2 separate regions of the Anas platyrhynchos genome follow, and region 2 is linked to region 1. The links are chromatin contacts, called in public Hi-C maps. All regions are on one chromosome and are shown on one strand. The core of a region is the stretch at or near the end of the contact, and the rest is flanking DNA. Distances in the headings are between cores, read along the strand shown. Region 1 overlaps SMOX (spermine oxidase). Region 2 overlaps PTPRA (protein tyrosine phosphatase receptor type A).

Evidence for each region. Hi-C and Micro-C count contacts between places; a contact is called where the count stands out from the background.
Region 2: a Hi-C map of subcutaneous adipose tissue shows a contact between it and region 1, with 4 times the contacts expected there. The contact joins two enhancer-like sites. A contact is called at or near these places in 2 of 8 Hi-C or Micro-C datasets (skeletal muscle and subcutaneous adipose tissue).

What each region holds. Positions count from the first base shown.
Region 1 is chr4:76,686,228-76,691,413 of IASCAAS_PekinDuck_T2T, reverse strand. SMOX (spermine oxidase) reads left to right here. Exons shown (of 7, transcript XM_027455818.3): 7 at 1-426. The coding sequence ends at 76. Among named protein-coding and RNA genes, the nearest start is that of SMOX, 49 kb to the left of the region's middle. Within about 2 kb of position 1,938, at least 6 of the 8 cell types and tissues checked have an H3K27ac peak or open chromatin away from gene starts, as enhancers often do.
Region 2 is chr4:76,906,351-76,911,536 of IASCAAS_PekinDuck_T2T, reverse strand. It overlaps PTPRA (protein tyrosine phosphatase receptor type A), which reads right to left. Exons shown (of 23, transcript XM_072037896.1): 9 at 4,397-4,487; 10 at 4,019-4,095; 11 at 3,402-3,438; 12 at 2,624-2,721; 13 at 2,416-2,535; 14 at 1,542-1,708; 15 at 658-793; 16 at 202-351; 17 at 1-80. Among named protein-coding and RNA genes, the nearest start is that of MRPS26, 9.9 kb to the left of the region's middle. Within about 2 kb of position 3,101, at least 5 of the 8 cell types and tissues checked have an H3K27ac peak or open chromatin away from gene starts, as enhancers often do.

The DNA of each region.
Region 1 (5,186 bases), core at 689-3,188:
TGCTGTGCTTTCTGGGCAGAGAGAGGCTGCTCACCTCATTGAGATGTACCAGGACCTCCTCCAGTGCCGGAGCTAAAAGGCCCCGTGTTTGCAAACACCACCAACTCCCGATTCCTTTTACAGGTGTGTGGAGGGGGTTCTTTTTTTTTTTTTATTATTTCAGTTCACAGTAGAACAGCCTTTATCTTTTCTATAAAAAAAAAAAAAAAAGCCCTAACTGTTTAAAAACCTAGTCATCAATAGCTTCATTTCCATGTGCTGTATTGTTAACAGGGAAGGGTGCTCTTTTCGTCTGGTAAACTGTTTCTTTGTCATTTTAATTCTAACTGCACTTTCGGTGCCTATCATTTTTTTTTCCTTTCTGTATTGTAAGTGCCTTCTATACTAAAATAAATGTTGTAATAAAAAGACTGGGTGCTTTGGTAATTCCTGGAGACTCTGCTCAGTAAGTTATTACTCTTTTTTTATATGCTCATATGTTTTATATGTTATAAAAAATAGGGGTTTTCTTCCTTTCTATGAAATTTGGAGTAGGAGGATCTTCAGGTAGATCTGGATACTGTCTGTACTCATTCATCTTACTCACGGTGTGTTCGAGGAATTGTGCCTTAGGGACATAATCATTTGCCTTGTCCAGCTTAGTGCTGAAATCCTCCCGCATCACCGTGTATTTAATTGTGTGCCACCTGCCCATCAGCTGCTGAAGGCCCTTGTGCTTCAGCAAACCTTCCTATAATTTTGTGGGGGAATCTGGGGGGGTCTAACCTGTTACTTGTCCTTCACAAATTCTTGAACCACATTCGGAAGAGCCAAGTGAAAACCCCAAACGACCTTGATAACGCAGATACAGCTGGAGTATAACCTACAGCTGTAATGGTAACTTGTCCAAGTGGGAAACACCACACAAACTGGTGTGGGAGTGTGGGCAAGAAGGAGGAGAATGAGAAGATGCATTCTTGAACTATCTGTGCGATGAAACTCCACGTTTTGTTGGACAGCAGTGCCCCAAACAGGTGAGGTTTCCACCCCCTGCCTCCAGAAAAGAGGGTCCCAAAGTCTAAATGACACCACCGATGCAAAGAGCTCTCTCAGGGAGGTCAAAGGTATGCCCACTATCAGGGAATTGTGAAGGGATGTGAAAGCATGGCTCAGACATTTTGTATCTGGATAAATATTATGCCTGCAGAGTTAAGACCTTAGGACACAGCCTCTCTTCAAGATGGGGAAGCTTAACTTTCCCTGCAGGGATGCTGCATCTCTCACGTTGATGGTTTTTGCTCTGTCCAGGAGCAGGTGGCACCCCAGCACCTCTGATACACCCTGAGTATCCCTGCGGGCCTCCCTTTTTGTTCAGGCTGTACCCAGCTCTGTGTAAATGTGCTCCCTGTTTCGAGCAGAGATCCTGCTGAACCGTGAGAAGACTTAAACACCAGTGCCAAGGATAAGGAATGCCTGGCAAGGGCTGGTTTTGAGCCTGCCAGCTTTTCTTTGGGTGATCTGGAGAGCACATCTTATCTGAAGAGCACCTCAGGCAGTGGCCGCTCTTGCACCGAGCAAGTCAAACTGCTTGGAAATGCACTCAGATGTGCTTGAGAACGACGGCTGGAAATAAAGCTGAGCAAAAAGGGGAATTTAAGAAGAAAACGCTCTGAAAATTTACTTGGCGTGAGCGACTTACTACAAGCTTGTCCTGATGTGCACCAGTCTGGGGAGACAACCAGGGTGAAATTACCTTCTGGGTAATAAAACTGCTTCCCCCTGGAGCCTTAAAATAATCACCTGTAGCGATCCTAACGGAGACAAACAATCCTGAGGGTGCACCCAGCATGGAAGAATCGCTCCGAGCTGGGGTTTTCCTACTGCAACGACACAATCTGGACCAAAGAGGAGAGCTTAGTGCAGAGTTAACGGGCCGCTGATAAACGAGAAACCATCTGCGTGCTGCGTCCAAGCCACCCCTCAGCCAGCTTAGCAGGAGGATTCGCCTTTGACCTAAATAGGCTTCCTGAAAAGAAACTTGCTGTTCATTTCTCAAGCAGGTTCTCGCTTTAGTCACCGAGGCATACGTGGGTGTGTGTGTTCGTGTTTTGTTTCCCTCGAAGGGATCTCTGACCGCGTGGGCAAGGAATAGCTGGGACATGTTTTTTTGTTAACCCCAAAGCCACGGGGCAGCGGAGCTGAATCGCAGCGTGTCCTGCAGAGGAGGTGGGTGCAGAGGCAGGGAACTTGCAGCTCATCGGGGGCTGCGGCTCTTGGGATCCCCCAAACTGTGTGGGTTTAGAGGGGAGGCTTTGGACAGCTCGTGCTGGCTTCGAGGGGATGTTAGGATTTATGGTAGGGCAGCAGCTTGCTCTGAGAGTCCCATTTTGTCCTTCGGTGTCCCAGTGACACCTAAATCCTCGGGGGTGTTTTCATGCTGGGAGGCTTCGTGGCAGGAGGGCTGGAGGCTCAGGTTTCTGCTTTCGGAGCCTCCTGCCAGGCAAAGGGCTGCACGGGTCGGTGTTTCACCCCAGTGACGTTTGGCTCTGCTCTCCCCCAGGGGTAACAGGTTCAAGGCCTTGTATAAAACGAGTCCCTTTGTTAATGAGTCCCTTTGTTTTAATTGCATGTCCTCAGGCTTAGCATGAGCACTCGTTCCCAGTCCAAGCAGCCCCTAAACTGTGGAAATGTGCATCAAAACCAGCAAGGTTTTGTCCTGACTTTACAAAAAATGCCTTCTGGAATATATATATTCTCAAGGATATAAATCCTTTTCTTTTTAAAGTCAGCTGAGCAAAACGTAGACACCAGCATAGTTTTACGATGTCTAAACAGTGTGTTTTTTTCCCCCAAAATAAAAAAAGTTTGCAGGATGAAGAGGACACGTGTTTAGCTGTTGCCTTATCTCCTCGCATTATCCATCTGCCTGGCCACTGGCCAAGGGCTCGAGCGAGGAGCGAAGTGATGAATGCGTCTGTTTTGGCATCTGTTGCCCCAGGAGAAGCACGCGTAGGCTCCTTGTGGTTTCCTACCAAGCATCTGGGGTGGGAGTCACGTTGCTCAACTGCAGCTATTTAGGAGTGGGATGTCCAGTTGATAAATGAAGTACGGGGGCTCCTTCTACAGTCAGCAAAAAGAGGGAAAAAGAGGGGAAGAAAAAAAACCACACAACTCGTTAAGAGGGTAAGCCAGCTCATCCCAAGACACAGTTGTCTGGAGAGGAGGCGCAATCTCTGCATGCCCCCTCCAGTCTCAGGGATGCTTTCCTGGCTGTGCCAGAGTTGGAGAAGGTCACAGCAGGCTTTGGGATGCTTGTCCCTTTTTATCACAGGAGCAAAACTCTTTTTGTGATGTTTCTGAGTTTCAGGAGTTGTGCTGCAGAAAGGGTGAGCAGTGCTTTTGGATTGGAAAGATGGAAAGTTTGTCCTGCTTCAGTCACCCGGCTTTTGCCAAGGGTTATCCTTGAGGACCCAGAGCTGGGTTCCAGCAGCCCCAGCACAGTGGAAGCAGAGCAGAAAACGGAGTCCTTTGGGCTAAGACACCAGAAAAGCCTCAGGACTGTCACTTTCTCCCGTGGCTTCATCCTGGGATATCCAAGAAAAGCTGTGATGCTGGTAATCGGGGTTTCAAAGCTCCCTTCCATGTGCAGGCACCACGATGACGGTGTCTGATCTTGCTAAATAGGCACATAAATAGGAAACAGCAATGGGTTGCAAGCCACGTTCAGAAGTGTCCCAGGACCCTGGATTTTAATGAAGATTTTTCTCTCCATACTTTGTTTCTCCCAGGACCATGTGCCACTTAGCTCTGGGGTCTGGTGCTTGGGGTTCGCTGGAAACCTGTGTGTGGGCAGGTTGATGAAGGAGGAGGGATGAAGGAGGAGGGATGATGGATGAGGGATGAAGCTTTGCACCTCCCAGCGAGGTGCTTTTCATGCTCCCTTCCTACGGGGGCTTCTAATCCACGTCTTCAGGAAAACCTAGCAGGGCGAGCCCACTTCGGCTCGTGTTTCTCCCCGAGACCCTAAATTTAGCAACTGTTTACCAAGAGCTGCTTAAAATTAGCAGCCTCTGCAGCAGCAAAGGTGGCAAGGAGAAGTGACCCTGGCATCGCCACGGGGCCCTGGGACCGCTGGTAGGACCCCGTGCTCTGCTCTCCCTTCTCCAGCCCCTGCAGCATCCTGGCTCCTGCCGCATCCCCAAAATGCCCGTCAGTAGGAAGAAGGTTGGTGGGAAGAGGATATGGGCGCCATGATGGTGAGAGCCTCCAGATTTCCTAGAAATAATTAAAAAAAAAGCTCGTTTTGTTTGGGGAAGTGGGTGGGGAAGGCAGGGTGCTTGGAGAGGTGTCTCAGCACCCCACCCTGGCCGATGGTGCCACGGGGATGTGCACGCCCGTCCCCGGCTGCCCACGTCCTGGCTGAGCCTTGCCCTCGGTAGCAAGAAATGTTTTAGCTTGAGAATGGCTGGGAAAGATGAAATGAGTCCTGAAAGCTTCCCCCGCACCAGAAGGGTGGTGTTACGGGCCAGCTCCTGGTTTGGGGCTTAGCATCATCCCCCTTGCAAGTCCCGATGTGCGGCGAGTGAGTGCGCAGCCTGTGTAGTGTCACTGGGGGGGTAGTGGTGCAATAGTGCAAACAGCAGAGTTTGGGGACCAGGAAACCACCCTGGTGCTGGTTTGCACCAGCAAACACAGACCCAAAACCTCTCAGGGAAAGGGGACGATGAACCCCAGGGGAGATACAGAGGATAAGAAGCAGAAATTAGGGGAGCGGACGAGAAGAAATAGTGAAGTGGGGAGAAGCCGGGTGTCCAAGCCAGGCTTGGAGGTCACCTTGGAGTTATTACCCGAAAACTGGACAAATTCAGCAAACCAGAAGCGTGTGGAAGGGGTGGATGGTGAATTGCAAATGTCTCGGAGGTGACCAAGGCTCCCCCGGCTCTGCACCCTGGGGCTGGATGTTTTCCTCCTGTGGCCATCCCTGGGGTCAGAGCTCCGGGTTCTTGGCACCAGTAAGAGATGCCTCCTGCAACAGGAGGGCAAACTGGTGAAATGTGGTTTTATGCTGCCATCTTGTGGCCCAGAAAGACTTCTCGAGCCATATTAAAAATTCCTAGGTGTAAAGATTATACATATATACGTGCACATAGGTGTGAATGATGTTAAATGGGAGGAAACGCAGATTTGGGTGAAGGAGGAGGTCGCTT
Region 2 (5,186 bases), core at 1,852-4,351, 220 kb before region 1:
AGCACCCTGTTCTTCTTCATGTTCGCCGGCAGATTGCCCGTCCTCATCTTGTCGTTCTGAATCTTGATCGAAGTCAGCTTCTGCAGAGGAAGAAAGGAAAGCAGGGAGAGCTTTTTGGGGCCAGCAGAGGAAAACCAAGCACACGAGGCTCCCTGCTGCCCCGGCACGGGCTGAGCAAACCAGAGCAGGAACCAGGCTCACCTTGAACTCCTCTTCCAGGCCGTTGCTGCTGGTCCCTGGCACCTTGTTGTAGATCTTCTGGAGGTGGATTTCTAATGAAGTCACCTCCAGCTCTGTGTCGCCGTAGAGATAGTGCTCCAGCAGCGCTTGGTATATGAACACATACTGCATCTGGAAAGGGTGTGGGGAGAGGCCCTCAGCTCCCAGGGGGACCTCGGCGGGCACCCCGTGAGGGCTCCGAGGTTTTATTTGCTATTCCTGCAGGAATCTGACCCAAAGCTGCGAGGGAAAGCTGGTGATTGCAACCAGCGGGACCTAACGAAAGGCTCCCTCGACACAGCTCTGTCTCAGAGCTCCTCCCAAACCCAGGGACGACCTCGAGCTGCACACAGAGCTGCTGCAGGGGGCTGTGGGGCCGAGAGCACGAAGGAAAACCCAAAAGAGAGAAGCTCCAGGGGAGCAGAGCGGCGTGCTTACATCTGTCTGTACCATCTGGCAGCGCTGAGCCCGGATTCGGCTGACGAAGCCGTAAACGTCCACCTTCCTCTCGGCGTGCATCATGTCCAGCATGGCATCGATGACGATGAAAGTGCCCGTGCGTCCCACCCCGGCGCTGAAAAGGCAGAGGGGACAAGGAATAAGTCGCTGCAGCAGCACCGAGAGCCCCGTGTTGGAGCCTGGAGCTGCGTAGAAAACAGCAAATTGGGTTTAGGAGGAGGGAGAGGTTTCTACCCGCTGCCCTTCCACCCTCCACGCCGTGAGGGTGAGCTTTATTTTTGTGCCTGGTGTAAAGGAGGGATGGAAGATGAGGCTGGGTGATGCTACGGAGAGCCTGAGCCCTTTTGTCTGCTGCCTCCTGAGAAGGAAGCTGGGAAGTTGGACTCGGGAGGTGGCAAACCTTAAACCAAACCTTTAATCTCTGCCTTTAACCGTGGGGCTTTCCCTTTCGGAAAGGGACATAGCCTCCTGCAAACCCCAGGGGTGGTGCTGAGTCTGAATCTCGCATAAACAACGTGGGTTCCCCCTCGCAGGCTGAGCACCAGCTCCCTGCAGCTCAGGATGCTGCCCTCGCGGGCCCAGAGCACCAAGGGAGGTGCCTCCAAAGCACAGGAGGGGATTTTAGCTCAGCTCTGACTGAATCGAGCTGCACCAAGTGATCAAGAACCTCGCTCAGATCAATTTATTTTTATTTTTTTTGAATGTTCCCGTGTGGACAGGCCGAAGCTCGCAGCGTTAAATAACAAGTGGGAATGAAAAAAAAAAGGAAAAACTGATGGAAAAAAACATCCTTTTGGTATTAAATAGAAGATGCTTCCCAGGCAAGCGGGGAGAGGCAGAGGTTAGCTGTCACCAGTGCTCACCTGCAGTGCACCACTATGGCTCCTGCGTACTGGGGGTTACAGGTCTTCACCTTCTTCAGGAACTTCAGCATCCCTATGGGAGTGAAGGGCACCCCGAAATCGGGCCAGCTGGTGAAGTGGAACTGCGTGACGAGGCGCTGAGGCTTCTTGTTCGTGACGTCGCCTACCTGCAGGGGAAAGGCGGGCTGGGATTCATCCCAAATACTTAGATTTACTTTCTTTTCCCCAAAAGCAGGGGGCAGAGGGGGAGCTACGGCCCCCAGGCTGAACTTAGCAGGCTTAGGAAGCGTCGAACCAAAGCTCCAGGGCCGGATTTGGCTCTAAAAGGCTGTTATTTTAATTGCTCTGCATCATATCCTGCATCCTGCGGGTGGCCTTGAAGCTGGAAAACACCAGAGCAGCTCCTACCATCACCCAGGTGATGCCACCTGCCCAATTTCATCCCCAACCTGACTCTCTCATTCCCCATGCCCCCCCCCGCCAGTTTTGTCGCCTGCCTCTGGGAGCATGGGGAAAACAACCAGTGACGAAGGCAGCCGGAGCCTCGGAGGGTGGGACGAGGGAGTGACGGATGGGAAAGGCGAGGAAAAGCAACGCGCACGGCGCTGGCGCTGGGTTTCGTCTGGGCTCGTGAGGCGGAGCTGGCTCCTGTGGAGGCACCGAAAGGGACAGCGACTGCTGGAGGATTTTGGGGCTGAACGTCAGACCTGGCTGCTGCCTGCCTTGAGTGGAAAACGGGGTCCCAGGCACTCGAGGTGAGCATGTTTGTAATAACTCTGGGTCGAAAGGGAGGCGGGGATGCTGTGGGGTGAGACTGCAGAGGGCACCGGCCCCGAGGAGGGATGCGGGGAGGGATTTGGGGGGGGTGCAGCACCTGCTGGATGCAGAACTTGCGCACGGTGTAGTCCACCAGCACCGTCACGTCCTCCACGGACACACGGATGTTCCCGTAGGTCCAGCAGCCCTGATCCGGCCAGTACTGAGCACATTTACACTGCGGGGAGAGATGGGAGGCGGGCGGCTGAGATTGGGAGAAAAACTCAGGAGAAGAGGGCGGGGAGAGGCGAAAAGCTGCCACCCACCTCCTTCCTCTCCTTCAGGTTGGTCACCATCACGATCGTTGCCGTGTTTTGCTCCCAGATCATCCTCCAGAAGTCGTTCACTGTTTCTTCCTTTGGTCCTAAGGGCAAAATGAACAGATGGGGTTGTTATTAGGGAAAGGAATTGGCCACACGAGAGCTGCTGATGCTGAGATGGTTTTTGCCGGTAGATGTCAGCACAGGATGCGTCCCCGGGTAGGTTGGCTAACCCAAACAACAATCCTATCACACACAATAGCAGGGCTATTTTTTTTTTTTTAAAGGGACTGGAGACTTTTTATGACCGGGAATTCCATTTTTAGCCCCAGAAAGGGGAAATCAGACACACGGAGCGTGGAAACAACTTGCCCAAGGTCACACGGGGAAACCGTGGCCGTCGCAAATAGCACGCACGAGTCCTGCCCCCGAGCCTTGTGCTTTAACCACGGGATCCTATTTCAATATGGCACGGGAATCGCTCTCCACCGCCTGCCAGGCAAGGAGCTGACTCAACCTCCACATCCCCTGCCAAGCCCGAGGCTAAGGGCGAGCCAGGGGAAAAAAGGAGAGGCGAAGCTTTGCCCCGGCTGGGTGACAGGAGAGCTGCTGTCAGGCTCTGCTGGGAGCTTGGGAAGAGTTGTGGCACACCCGCAGAAATACTTTTTGGGGCCAAGCTGTGGGCCAGCCCAGCCTCTTTTCACCCTGAGCAGGGTCCACACAGGGCAGGAGGACCCAGCCCAAACCCCTCGAGGCGCAGCTAGCAGCACAACCGGGTGCTTACCTTGTGCAGCAATGAACTTGTTTTTCTCTTGGTACCCCTGCGGAGAAAAGGAGAAAAAGGGGAGATGAAAGACCAGCATTTGCCCAAGGCAAGAAACAGGACATCAAATTAATAAAAAGCAGGATTTTGTATTCATATGAGCACTATAAAGTGAAGTTTACACTCTCCCACTCTCCAAAATCATCAATTCCCTACCAGAAGGCACAGACCCTGCTGCCCCCTAGGAGCCGAGTAGGGCAAAGATATTTCTCAATACATTTTAGCCAGACTGCCTGATCTCTTTTTCAGGTCCAGCCCTGCAAGCTGGGAAGTACCTGTGATTAATCAGCCCCAGGAGCCGTCAGCTGTTAATCAGAAATCCTCTGCTCACTGGGAACGGCTCCCAAATCCCTCCCAAAGCGGCCGGCTTGGGCTCTGCAGCACCCCCAGGAGCTTTGCGTTATTGCAGAAGGGGGAGGAAAGCGAGGTGTGAAGAGATGGGGCTGAGCAATGGCAGAGCTCCAGGCGGAATTTACGTTCACCCCTGTCCTCCAGGGTCCTCTCCCAGACAAAAGTCGCACCCCATAAAAGCCACACACGTGGCCGGGCCCTGCTTCGGGGGGAAAGCAGCCACTTACATTAATGAAGGAGGCATTAATGTAGTCAGAGTCAGGAACCCCTTCGACGGGAGTCAGGTGAACCCTGGAATGATCATCTGGGGAAAAATGACAAGTGGGCATTAAAAACAAAAACCCCACAGGGCTGGAAATGACATTTTTTGGAGCAGAGCCCGGGCTCGGTGGGTCCCCATCCCGGCTTCGCTGCATGAATAAATGACTTTGTGCCCCCAAATTCTTCTCTGAACATGCCTGGGGAGGTGCTGGACCTTACCCAAGGATGGATTTTGTGTGTATAAAGCTTTGGAAGCTGCAGCAGCCCCTCGGGGAGGCGAGACCACCCCGGCAGCGTCCTCCCTCACCCAGACCCCCAGCCCCACCGGCCGCTCTGCTACCTACAGGGCAAAATGTTCACGTATCGGTTCTTCTCCTTGTTCTCCTCCTTGGAAGCAGCTTCACACGTGGCCTGAATGGGACACGCTGGGAGAGCCTGCAACGGCACAAAACGGGGTTTGGGGTGATACCGTCCCACACCAGGGGGCTCGTGGCACTGCTAAACGTGAAGGAGGCAGGGCTCTGGCACGGGTCAGGTGTGCCACGTCTGAGCATCCCATCTGAGGGGCAAAAAGGAGGGGCAAATATTAACTTTTGCCCTTCTCTGGCCTCCAGGAGGTAGGTGAGTAGCAGCTCCTGTCCAGGGAAAGAAAATCAGAGCACAGAGGGGCTGCCCTGCAGCTCTCTGGGCAGCACCAACACTCCTGGGTGCTCAGCTCTCCAAAATCCATGGGTCAGCCACACCACCAGCCTGCCCCAGCTCTGCTAATCCCTACCTCCTCTCCCTCACCTTCATCCCTGCACTGCTCCTTGCCCCCACGCAGCTCCAGGTGACCATTTAGACAGCCTGGGCTGAGCAAATCCCTTCCCAGAGGCTCTATCTGCAGCCTCCAGCCCCACAAACACGAGGTGGCAGCAAAGCCTCCAACACCAAACACACCAGCACGGGGTTTCGGGAGCTCATTTCTACGCAGGGAGGCTCCTGCTGAGATTTCCTCCATTAACAGCCAGGCCAAACGTGACCAGACTGAAGCCCCAGCTTCAAAATCCCACAGCCCGAGTACCTGCAGGGTACTGTCCCCACCAGGAAGCTTTCTGTGCAACCCAGCAGTGGGTTTTCTTTCATTAATTAGGC